Linked DNA regions of Sus scrofa: region 2 is linked to region 1. A link is a contact called in public Hi-C data. All regions are on one chromosome and are shown on one strand. The core of a region is the stretch at or near the end of the contact, and the rest is flanking DNA. Distances in the headings are between cores, read along the strand shown.

Region 1 (5,931 bases), core at 2,408-4,907:
ACCTCCAGCGGTGGACACACAGCCTGACCTAAAGCTATCATGCACATAGGAACCTACACTTTCTCCCTTATTCACACTGTTTCACAATCATGCACACATATCCTACACTGATGAGCAATTCCATCCCTCTAAGGGAAGGATCACACCCTGCTTGGAGATGCACATGGGTTGTGAAGAGATGAGGATCACTGGGAGGGATCTAGAAGAGGAGCTCCAGTAGCAGACTCTGAAATTCTCAGACAGAGGGGCTAAGGGAACACAAGAGCACACCTCAGGCTCTCACAGAAACAATGGGACTCCCAAACAGAGCTCTAGATACGTAAGCGGCCAAGTGATTGACCAATATGAGGGATGTTTTTCTGGGATAGTGCCTACCACTCAACAAATGGATAGGCCTCACTAAGTAGGGAGGACAGGCAGAGGGGTTGGGCTGTGGGCAGCCTTGGATTTCTAGCTTCTATTTGAGAGACTGATTTTGGCCTTTATCAGTCAGGCCATCATTCAACACATGTGTATTGGACACCAAATCCAAGATGACTAAAACTAGCCCCTGTTCCCACTACATCCAGAGAGCAATTCCAAAATTAGTCACAAACATTTAATTTAAAATTAGATGTCACTTTTTTTTTTTTCCCAAAAGGAAGAGAAGTCTTGAAGGACTCTTCACCATATGTGTAGGGGTTGAGTTTCCTGAGAAATGGATTGGGGATGAGGAAAATGTTTTAAAGGAAGTATAATATAGGAAGAAGATGCAACAGGACTAGAGAGAGAGGAGGTAGAGAGAGGAACATCCTCTGAAGTGCCCACTGCCTTCTAAACAAGGGAGCAGGTTAGCTGAGAAAGCCACTACTTTAAGTTCTGGATGCCTGCTGTTTTAGGGCAGCCACCTAAACTGCCCAGACCTCCATTAGTGCACTCATACCCCACTACATGCATTTTAGCTAGAGAAGTAGGGGGTAGTTGAGAGGGGTGAGGGGGAGTAGGACCTTCTGCATCACTAAGCAGACAGTATCTTGGATCAGCTGAAGACACTGGGAGACCAAAAACTCTGACTTTTTTCCCAAAGGGAAAGGAACAATTCACTACTAGAGACAGAAGAGTAGGATCCTGCCCTATGTATTGTGGAAACTACAAGGCCAGGTTCCATCTGTCCAGTCCCAAGAAGATACTTTCTCCCTGACCCCAAAGGACAGTTTAGCTAGCTGATGCTGCAACAAAATTTTAATACCATGGGTCTCCCTGAAAATAGCAACTGAATATAACCCCTACTCTTCACATCCTCAAATTTTTCTTTTTCTTTCCCTTCTAATTTTCACAAGGACAAAAAAACAAGATAGAGGCACTCCACTTTTTAACTTACAGCCTGTTGGGACTAGCAAATTCCTAGCTAAGATTTTTTTTCTTTTTTCTTTCTTTCTTTCTTTCTTTCTTTCTTTTTTTTTTTTTTTTTAAAGAGCCGCACACGCGGCATATGAAGTTTCCCAGGCTAGGTCGAATCAGAGCTGATGGCAATGCCAGATCTTAAACCCACTGAATGAAGCCAGGGATGGAGCCTGCATCCTCATGGATGCTAGTCAGATTCGTTAACCACTGAGCCACAAAGGGAACTCCCTAGCTAAGCTCTCTAAACAAACAAACAAAACATGTTTCCATACATGGGACAGGGGAAGGAAGGAGGGAAGGGAGGAGAAAGAAAAGGGAACTCAGTCTTTCTTTCCCCTGTAGAGCCTCCCTGACCCACCAGGGGGCACCACCACCACCAATAACCACTGCACACCCACTGTGTGCCAGTCACCTGCCAAGTCCCAGGAGACATTGTTTCTGTCTTGGAAGGGCTCACATTCTGGTTGGAGAAAAAAAAAATAAGCAAATGAGTAGAACTTTAAGTGTGACTGGTGCTGAGAGAGAAATAGGTAATGGGCACAGGTGGGAATTCCAAAAGAAAGTCCGTCAACAAGGGGAGGGCAGGAAGGAAGACTTAATTAAAAAGTGACTGTTGAGGGAGTTCCCGTCGTGGCGCAGTGGTTAACGAATCCGACTAGGAACCATGAGGTTGCGGGTTTGGTCCCTGCCCTTGCTCAGTGGGTTAACGATCCGGCGTTGCCGTGAGCTGTGGTGTAGGTTGCAGACGCCGGCCAGTAGCTACAGCTCCGATTCGACCCCTAGCCTGGGAACCTCTATGCCGCGGGAGCGGCCCAAAGAAATAGCAAAAGACAAAAAAAATATAAATAAATAAATAAAATTTCATTTAAAAAAAAAAAGTGACTGTTGAGTGTTGCTAGGTAAGTGTTGCTTCTCTAATCAAGGGAAAAGCAGGAACACCAGGCACTGAAGGCGAGACACTCTGATGCTGTTCTGGAAATGGCTAGAAAAGAAGTGCTAAAGTGCCACTGGGCAGAGAAAGAGAAAAAGACAGCAACATGGGCAGATTTGCATATCATGAGAATTGACTTGCATAAGAATGTATTGAGACTTCAGCAGTAGAGCTAGAGAGAGTTGAGGAGGACTGATTTAAACAGTGAGAGGTAGCAGATCCTCCTGGCAACTGGTCCAGTTGAGCTAGGAAGGGAGGGAGAGAAGGGAAAAGGACCCCTGACACAGGCTTCAGTGACAGGGGGTGAGGGATAGGTTGTTGATAAGCACTCTTTCTTTTGCCACTCTCTCTCTACCCATGCTTCCACCCATCTCTTACCTTACAGAACTTCTTGAGATGTTCGTTGATGTTAGTCTTTACTTCCCCCCTTACCTTGGATATTTATTGTTTGCCAAAGAAGAAGGAACTTGCCTACAGGCGCTTTCTACTATTATTTTGCTTCCCAAAATTAAGCCCCTGAGCTGTTTATGGTTTGTGTGAGGGGGCTTGGAGGGTAGGAGAAGAAAGGAGACTCTCAAGGGGTGATTTAGGGACTGAAACAAAGTGGGGCAATTGTCTCTGTAATTTCCCTGAGCTACAGGGCCCACACACTCAGCCGAAGAGCCTCAGAGACTCCCAGCAGCCCCCGAAGAGTTCTGTGGCCCACGAGTAGCAGAACCAAGGGGCTGGGAACAGGAGAGTGTCTCTGCAGAACACACTGCCTGCCAAAGACAAGGGGCCTCCACTTGATCTTTGGAGATTCATTAGATAAACCCTAAACCTTCTTATTACAGAAAGGGCTGAGATTTCCTCAAAACAAAGGTCAATTCCTGGCCTGCTCCATGGAATGGGAGCTGGGGCCTGGTCGATGCACATAAATAAAGTAATGCACTCTTTCTTGCACACACTCCTCTCCACTATTTGGGCAGATTCTGGGTATCAGAAGTCTGAGAGGATCTGCTGCAGGTGACACAGATGGAGGAAAGAGGCAATGTGCACCTTATCTATCGGACTCCTGTGACCCGGAATGCTGGCAGTCTGGGTGCTAGGAAAGAGGTAGCGTTCCAAGCTTTCCCTTTAAAAAATGCTTATAGGACAAGAAAAAATACTAAACACAGGCGGAGGAAGACAGCTCCGCCCTGGGACAACCCCAACGGGCGGAGCGAGGACTGGCCACCGCGCTCCGCGCCTGCGCACTGCGGACTCTGAAGTCAGGACGATCTCAGGGAGGTGGGCGGGGCTGCCCGGGCATCCGGGTCCCTCACCCCGCCCCCGCTGCATGAATGAGAGGCGCGGTGCCGCCCCTCCCCCACCGGGCCCGCCCCTCGCCGGGGCCGCTGCGCGCAGTCCGCCGCTGCCACCTCAGCCGCGCTAGGTCCCGGCAGACGCCAGCCGCTAGCCTCCAGACGCTGACGGTCCTGCCACGCTCGCCGCCGCCGCCGCCGCCGCCGACGCCGCGGGCACGACAGAGTAAGTGAGCAAGCAAGGGCGGGGGCGCCGAGGGTCGTCACCCCCAGTCTGGGGCTTAGTGGACCGGGCGGGTCCAGGTTCGGGATGCTGAGGAGACCGTGGGCCCACTCCAGCCTCCCCCACTCACACTCCTGGCGCCTCCGCGGGGAGCTGGGAGGGGTGGGACAGCTGCCCCAGGTCGGGAGGGACGCGGAGGAGGGTCCGCCCCGATCCGGAGGGTGGGTCACGCACAAAGGGAGGCGCGGGGCTGTCCCCGGGAGGTCACAGAGGGACGGTGCGGGGCACCCCGAACGCCCTCCTAGCCAGTGCCCGGCGTCGGGTCCCCGGGCGTGGGAGGCTCCTAGGATGAGCAGGGAGGACGAGGTTGGCTAGGACGGCTGCCTGCGTTTTGGCGATGGGAACGCGCCGTGGGGGGTGCGGCGTGGCAGTGTTTTCCTGGTCCCCATCTGCTCCTCCCCTTTCTTTGTGGCGTTTGTCTCGTGCCCATTTGTCACTGTGTGTAAACTGTGGTCTGGGGTAAGACCTCTCGCCTCGGCTAACTCATTTAATGAAAGTCAGGTGCGGGCCTGTCTGTGAGTAGGGGGCGTGTGTGCGTCCTCAGGCCGGAGAATTAAAGACCCTCCTTTGTTTCCGGAGACGTAATGGTGTGTGTGTCACCTATGAAATGAGAGAATCAGAGATCATTAAAAAGGGTATGAGGAAAAAAGATGTATTACTCCATCAGATCGTCACCTCGTTCTGCCTCTGCTGTTTTTTCAAATAGTATTTCTTTGTTTCTTACTGTAAAAGCAGTGGGTTAATTGAAAATATGCCTCTAGTCTCATATCTGTTTATCTAGAACACTTGGTTTTGGGGTTTAGTCAGTGGTCATATACTCATATATATGTACATGAAACTACCCTACATTACCAGTTAACTAAAATGCACTTTTTAGTTCATTGGTAATATGTCTATATAGTCATACTGGTCTATAGAAATACTCCAACATATCTATGACACTGTTTTCTCTGCTTCTCTGTAAGGCAGATTTTGTTTCTTCCTGCCTCTCAATGTTAATAAGAACGTAGTCCAGCAGGTTCTCTTCACCTCTTTGCCTTTTTTTTTTTCCCCCTTAATGCTTTGGCAAAGGGTTTTATTGCGTATTACCCTGGCATGCACCCTTGCTTTGATCTGAATTTCCCTGTGTTGTTGTCTGGTTATGCAGCCCAGCTCAATGGCTCCTCTTACAGGACTGCTGGAAAACAGAACACCTTTTATCATTGTCCTCATCCCCAGAGAAAAGAGGAAGCTCTGCAGGTTCCCACATACTTAGGCTCTGTGGAACTGACTTTGTTGTCTAGGTGAAGTTATGAGGAGTCACAGCTGATGTGAACCAATTAAAAAGAAGCAATTGTAATACCACAGCTGTTCCTTGCTATTTCACTTGGATCTTTTTCTCTTCTTAAACCAGATTTTGTAAGTTTTAGAAGATAGTGGGTTGCATTTTCAGTTTCTTTATTACCGTTATTATTTTACAGAGTGACAGGAAATTAGCTAAACTCAGTTAATGTAAGAAACATACCTCCAAAGCATTTTTATTATGATCTTTTGATTCAAAAATAGCAGCAATTAAAAAAAATTAAAAGGAACTCATTAGATGATATGCCTAATTGAACTGATTCAGTTTTAAGATTCTCTTTAAGATTATATTTTAATCACATGTATTTTAATTCCTGGTAGTTTTCAGTGCAAAATGAAATCTAAATGAAGCAGGCTTCCGCAGCATCTGTTTGTGTATGTTCCCTCTGAAAAAAAACATTTGCTTTTAATTTGAAGGGGAAATTTTCCATTGGTTGGAACAGGATCCATTTTTCTTGGTTAAAATCTTACCTTATGTTAGCACGGTGAAATTCTTTTAAAAAAAGTTAAAATTAATGAAAGACGATTTTTCAATTTGGAATTTTGGTTTTATGATGTAAGATCTAAATAAACTTTTAATATAAATGAACTTATACCTTTAAAAAGTGAGGCCTTCATTAACTACATAAAGTAGTGTCACTAATATTGAAACAACCCCAGTGATTTATAAACTGCTTGCTTAGATTTTTTTCTTTTCTTTTTTTAGGAAT
Region 2 (5,931 bases), core at 1,845-4,344, 99 kb after region 1:
CAGGCGGGACCCTACGAGGCCTTGGAGGCCGGCCTGGGTCTCCCCTGGCAGTGGGCTCCTCGGGGTCCCTCCTTTCTCCAAAGGTCAGTGCTCTGCCCAGACGAAGTGGGGAGGAGGGCGTAGGGCAGGAGGTGGGTGGTGGCGCTGACTCTGGGGGCTGTGGGAGTAAGGTGGGGCCTCCAGGCACATGGCTGGAAGCAGCCAGTGAGGACAGAGGGACAGGACTGGAGGTGGCTTAGACTGAGGCCCAGGAGGGACAGCAGCAGAGGTCAATCACACCAGGGCCTGCAATTCCCATCCCCGCAGCATCCCTCCAGCTCCACGGCCTGCACCAGCCCGCAGCACCTACAACTCCCACGTGCCTAGCAAAGTGTGCAAAAGTGGCCATCCAGGATCCAAATGGCATTAGGCTGACACCACCACCACCCCCACACACACACCGTCCCCCTGCTCTGCCCTTCCTGCAGGTGAAGGGACCATGGCTCTGACAACAGACAAGCCTCTCCCCCTTCAGCCACCCAGCCCCACCCTCCTGCACCTCTCCGTCCCCTGGGACCTTGCCTCCCATGTCAGGTCCCTCCCAGGCCATTCTCCTCCCCTGAAACCAAGGGGCGCAAAGAGGCCACAGAGCCTTGGTGTTTCCTTCTAGTCCAGAGGCTGCTTTATACAGAATCTTCACAGCCTTCAACAGGGATACAGGCACCAATTACAAAAAATAAGATACAAATGTTGCTCCCTCTGCAAGGAGACGGTTTTTAAAATTATTCTGCACAGCAGAAGGAAAAGGTTCAGTCAACCTCTACCAAGACTCCGTCTAGAATCCTGTCTCTCCTCACACAGCCTTTTGAGCCTCTCACAGGCAGCATCCCCACCAGGCAACTGAGCCAGCCTGCCAGGCAGTTTCCGACAAGCACAAGGCAGGGGGTGGGAGAGGAAGGCAGGAGAGCCGCACCCTGCTCCCCACAGGAACACCTCAACTGACCTGAAGTAACCGCACCCCGTTCCTTAAAAAGACGTTGATACCAGCAGCTCTGTCTGCTTTTAGTCTTCCAGATGCGTGTTTTCTGCCAGCTAAACTTTCACCATGTCAATTCAACCCCTCCCGCTATCCAAGGACATTCTGCCCGGACAGAAGTCCTGTCCTCCCTAACAGACCTTCCCGGGATCTATGGCATAAACAACCTGGAACTGCACTCCCCAAAGATGCTTAACTGTTAACAGTACAGGCACAGAATTAACCTGCTCAGTAAGTCTGCAGAACCTTGAAACACGTTTCTCAACATGTTCACAAAAGGCTAAACGCACATGACAGTTACCGCACAGAAGATGATCTCCAAAGCCATATTAACAAATTTGTGATTAGATTATAATACAAAGTAGCTTCCTTACATTTAGCGACTTCAATGGGACACAAAGTCACAGGCGGTAGAACACAGAACAGGTCTCCTCTGAAGCAGCTCCACTGAGTGATGCTGAATTTTAAACTAACACAGCACGTTGAACAAAGCTACAGTGAAGAGCAATTAAATACAATGAATCCTCGCCAACATGGACATGGTCCACTTTTTTTTTAATATATATCTTTCCTTACTGGTTATTAGTTTAGACTGAATTTTTAAGGATTTATCTTGATGACTTAGAAAAATACACTCGTCCTTTCTCGCTCTGATTCAGGTAGCACACAATCATAAAACTGAATGAGTCTCTTAAAAAAAAACAAGTCCACAGATCCCATTGTGGAAAGTTCCAGGAACCTCTCCCCAGGTATCAGGGTATCTTCAACAGCTCAAGAAGGGCTCCAACAGCTCCAAAATAACCCTGAAAAAAAAAAAAAGAAAGAAAAGAAAAATAAGAGCAATTCTCCTTAGATTTATTTAAATTACTATCAATATGATTAAAGCCAACACAGCCCTTAACTCCTGACACCAGTTTCCTGAGGCCCACTTTGCTAAGCTCAAGGCCAGCCTGGAGCAGAGAAGCTCTGAGGAGTGCCCAGGCCCGGGAGGACCCTGTCGCGTCAGACCAGAACCCACAGTGGGGGCCCCACAAGCTACGAGGCCCGCAGGGGCCCCGTCTGTAAGAGACAGGGCCTGCGCTGTGTTCTGGGTGAGAAGCAGCAGGGACCTGGAGCATTTGCAGTAAACTCCAGAACCAAGGAAGATGAGATGAAGTGTAAGGAAGCAGGAGAAGTGGGGGCAGCTCATGGAGGGTGAGGGCGTGGCTGGGCTGCAGGTGGAAAGGGGAGCAGGAAGCGGGTAGGATGAATTCAAGACTCATGTAAAGAAGGGAATGAAGGTGGCAGGGAGGCTGAGGCCCCTCCCACACACCCGCTGACACCACCCCTGAGAACAAGGACACATGAGCGAGAGATGCAGAAAGCCACAAAGGGGGCTCCACAGAGCACGGGCAAGGCTGGGGTGGCCGGGCAGCCACGCAGCCACACCCAGGGAGTCACCGGGTGGCTGGAGCTGGGCAGCGCTCAGGGCAGCAGAGGACAAGAGCGTCCTAAGGCAGCTTGCAGAGAGCGGGGAAGAACAACAGAAGCACCTGAGGGGAGGGCCGAGGGTGAGACAGAGAAGCAGCAGCTGAAGGAAGACCATGCCGGACCATCTGCTGCAGCAAAAGCAGTCGAGGTCCAGTACAACCAAGACCTGACAACCCAAACTGAAACCAAAACAAGGGTTAAATACAAAAGAACATGAGACAAAACCCATACTGGCAGAAAGAGAATGCCAATAGGAATCAGAATAATCAAACAATGATACAAAATCTTTTTTTTTTTTCCGTAAGTTTTTTTTCCTAGTATAGTTGATTTCAATGACACAAAATCCATCAAGGTCTCCATAGGATGAGATCAGACAGTCAAGTACTTTAAAGAGAAATGACTGAAAAAGGAACACGGGACGATCCTGAAAGACTTGCTTGTGGGTTTGAAGAACGTACGAGAAGTCTCTAAAAGAACAGAAATAACCAAAGCCCAGTCTATTTTACAAGAAAAGCTTCTCCAAATAACATGTGGCCACACAACAGAGGCTGAAGCCTGCTCTTTCCCTCGATTTCCTGGTTTTAAAAACAAGCAGCCACACGGATGTGTTGTGAAAGGAAGTCAGAAACTGCAGGAGGGACGCAGCTGGGTAAGACTTGGCGGCACCCAGAGACCCTCAGTCACAGCCAGAGGACAGAATTCAACAGTTACCTCTACACATTATGTGCTTTTCTATATCTGTGTTCTATTTGAGAACAAAAAAAAAAAAAAAAAGAAGAAGAGACAGAGTTAACCATTATACTGAGTTGCTCTGCAGACCCAGAACCTATTATCTGGTAAAAGACAGGACTGAGAGAGGTTGTTACAAACCAAGACGTGTAAGACGAGAACAGCAGAGAATGAAAGAGAAAGGCCTGAGAAGAATCTATACAAAGCTTTCACGACAACAGTCACACTGACCCCAGTGTGCAGGCAAGAGAATGCTTCATGACTCAGAGAGCCTAAAATAAGCAGGCTTCCACAAGTCCCCGACACCAGAGCCAGGGGCCTAGATGTAAATGCAAATCGGAGACAAACAGAGCCAACAGAGCCAACCAAAGAGGAAAATGAAGTCAGCAGACAGAAAGAGCGAAAACTGAGAAACAAAATTCCCTAAAAGGTTCGTGTCATAGTAATTATTAAGATGTGAAAAAAATCTAAGTTAAAAAAAAAAAAAAGTTAACCTAAGAAACTCACCTCCACATTCTGCCTAGAAACCTCAACAAGAGCTAGAAACTCAGCCAGAGGCAAGTTACACTAAGATATAACATTACACAGGGTCTCCTTTTATTCTAACATTAAGCAAAATAAAACAGGTCAGAGATTACAAAAAACGAGATGTAGATAAAAGGTACAAGAAACAAAAATAATTCAGTACCGATTTACTAACATAATAACATTAAAAGTAAAAACAAAGTTAGATGACAAACTTTGAAGCTTTCTGATATGGGAAATCATGCACTCTGGGTTTTACCTATGAACTTAAGCAACTTAAAAAGGAAAAGCAGGAGTTCCCGTCGTGGCGCAGTGGTTAATGAATCCAACTAGAAACCATGAGGTTGCGGGTTCGGTCCCTGCCCTTGCTCAATGGGTTAACGATCCGGCGTCGCCGTGAGCTGTGGTGTAGGTTGCAGACGCGGCTCGGATCCTGCGTTGCTGTGGCTCTGGCGTAGGCTAGTGGCTACAGCTCTGATTAGACCCCTAGCCTGGGAACCTCCATATGCCGCGGAAGCGGCACAAAGAAATGGCAAAAAGAGAAAAAAAAAAAAAAAAAAAAAGGAAAAACACAGTAACTTTAAAAGAAAAAGCAACCTCTTTATATATCACTTCAAATCCTACTTTGATTTAGGAGTTCCCTTGTGGCACAGCAGGTTAAGGATCCAGCTGCAGTGCAGGTTCAATCCCTAGCCCAGGAACATATACATGCTGTGGAGTGCAGCCAAAAATATATACATATATATGCACATACAATTCTAAAAAATGTTCATAACACTTATCTACAACCCAACAACACGAGTCGGGCTGCCCCACAACCAAGGGGAGGAAGAGGTCCCCTTCCACACCCCTGATGCTACTGTTCCTCAAACTGCAAAACAGAAAGGCAGTTTCAAAACAGGACAACAGGATGAACAATTCGATGATTCTTCCCCACACAGTCTATGCATTAAGTTCTTAATGACAGTGTGGCTCTAATCCTGGAATTCTTTTTTTAGCGATTTTACTGATTTGTTTTTAGAACACACATCTTAACTGACTCATGAATTACCAATACATAAAAACTGACATCAAAAAATGAAAAAAAAGGGAGTTCCCGTTGTGGCGCAGTGGTTAACGAATCCGACTAGGAACCATGAGGTTGCAGGTTTGATCCCTGGCCTCGCTCAGTGGGTTAACGATCCGGCGTTGCCGTGAGCTGTGGTGTAAGTCACAGACGCAGCTCGGATCCCTCGTTGCTGTGGCTCTGGTATAGGCCGGCGGCTACAGCTCCGATTCGACCCCTAGCCTGGGAACCCTCCATATGCCGCGAGAGCGGCCCAAGAAATGGCAAAAAGACCAAAAAAAAAAAAAAAAAAAAAAAAAAGACGAAGAAAAGGATAGCACTGGGAACCATGTCTGGCCACTTATGATGAAGCAGGATAATATGAGAAAAAAGAAGGCATACATGTATGTGTGACTGGGTCACCATGCTGGACAGTAGAAAATTGACAGAACACTGTAAAACAGCTACAATGGAAAAAAATAAAAATCATCATATAAAAAATGAAAAAAAAGGAGAACTCAAGAGTAAGTACATTCTGAAAAAAGGACAGGCAGAACTTCTTTGCAGAACAGATGCTGACTCACAGACACTGAAAAACTTATGGTCTCCAGAGGAGACAGTTTGGGGGCTGGGGGGATGTGCCTGGGCTGTGGGATGGAAATCCTGTGAAATCAGATTGTTATGATCATTATACAACTACAGATGTGATAAATTCATTTGAGTAATAAAAAAAAATGAAAAAAAAAAAAGTACATTTACAAAGTAAGCATAAAGTGCAATGGGAAAATACAAAGGATGGTTCAGAAAAGAATATGGCATCAGGAATATAGCTGCATGTTCAAGACTTTCTTCTTTAAAACTGCCGAAGTTCAAAATTAAATTAACCAAAAACCTACCTTACATTAAATCAGGTAAGAAATAGCTTTTTTGTTGCTGCTGTTCTGTCTTTTTAGGGACACATCCGCAGCATATGGAAGTTCCCAGGATAAGGGTTGAATCGGAGCTACAACCACAGCAAAGTGGGACCTGAGCTGCGTCTGCGACCTACACCACAGCTCAGGGCAACGCCAGATCCTTAACCCACTGAGCAAGGCCAGGGAGTGAACCCGCATCCTCATGGATATGAGTCAGATTTGTTTCCGCTGTG

Evidence for each region. Hi-C and Micro-C count contacts between places; a contact is called where the count stands out from the background.
Region 2: a contact with region 1 is called in a Hi-C map of skeletal muscle, with 2.4 times the contacts expected there. The contact joins the enhancer-like site here to the promoter of RNF24 in region 1. A contact is called at or near these places in 2 of 5 promoter capture datasets (fetal liver and liver), 9 of 47 Hi-C or Micro-C datasets (alveolar macrophages, blood, embryonic fibroblasts and 3 more) and 2 of 2 datasets of contacts at active chromatin or transcription factors (alveolar macrophages and skeletal muscle).

The regions. Positions count from the first base shown.
Region 1 is chr17:31,701,698-31,707,628 of Sscrofa11.1, forward strand. RNF24 (RING finger protein 24) reads left to right here and starts at 3,658. Exons shown (of 6, transcript XM_021078063.1): 1 at 3,658-3,823.
Region 2 is chr17:31,801,142-31,807,072 of Sscrofa11.1, forward strand. It overlaps PANK2 (pantothenate kinase 2, mitochondrial), which reads right to left. Exons shown (of 7, transcript XM_021078060.1): 7 at 1-1,818. The coding sequence ends at 1,768. Among named protein-coding and RNA genes, the nearest start is that of MIR103-2, 4.8 kb to the right of the region's middle. Within about 2 kb of position 3,095, at least 11 of the 83 cell types and tissues checked have an H3K27ac peak or open chromatin away from gene starts, as enhancers often do. A contact at or near this core is called in skeletal muscle, where this site is marked.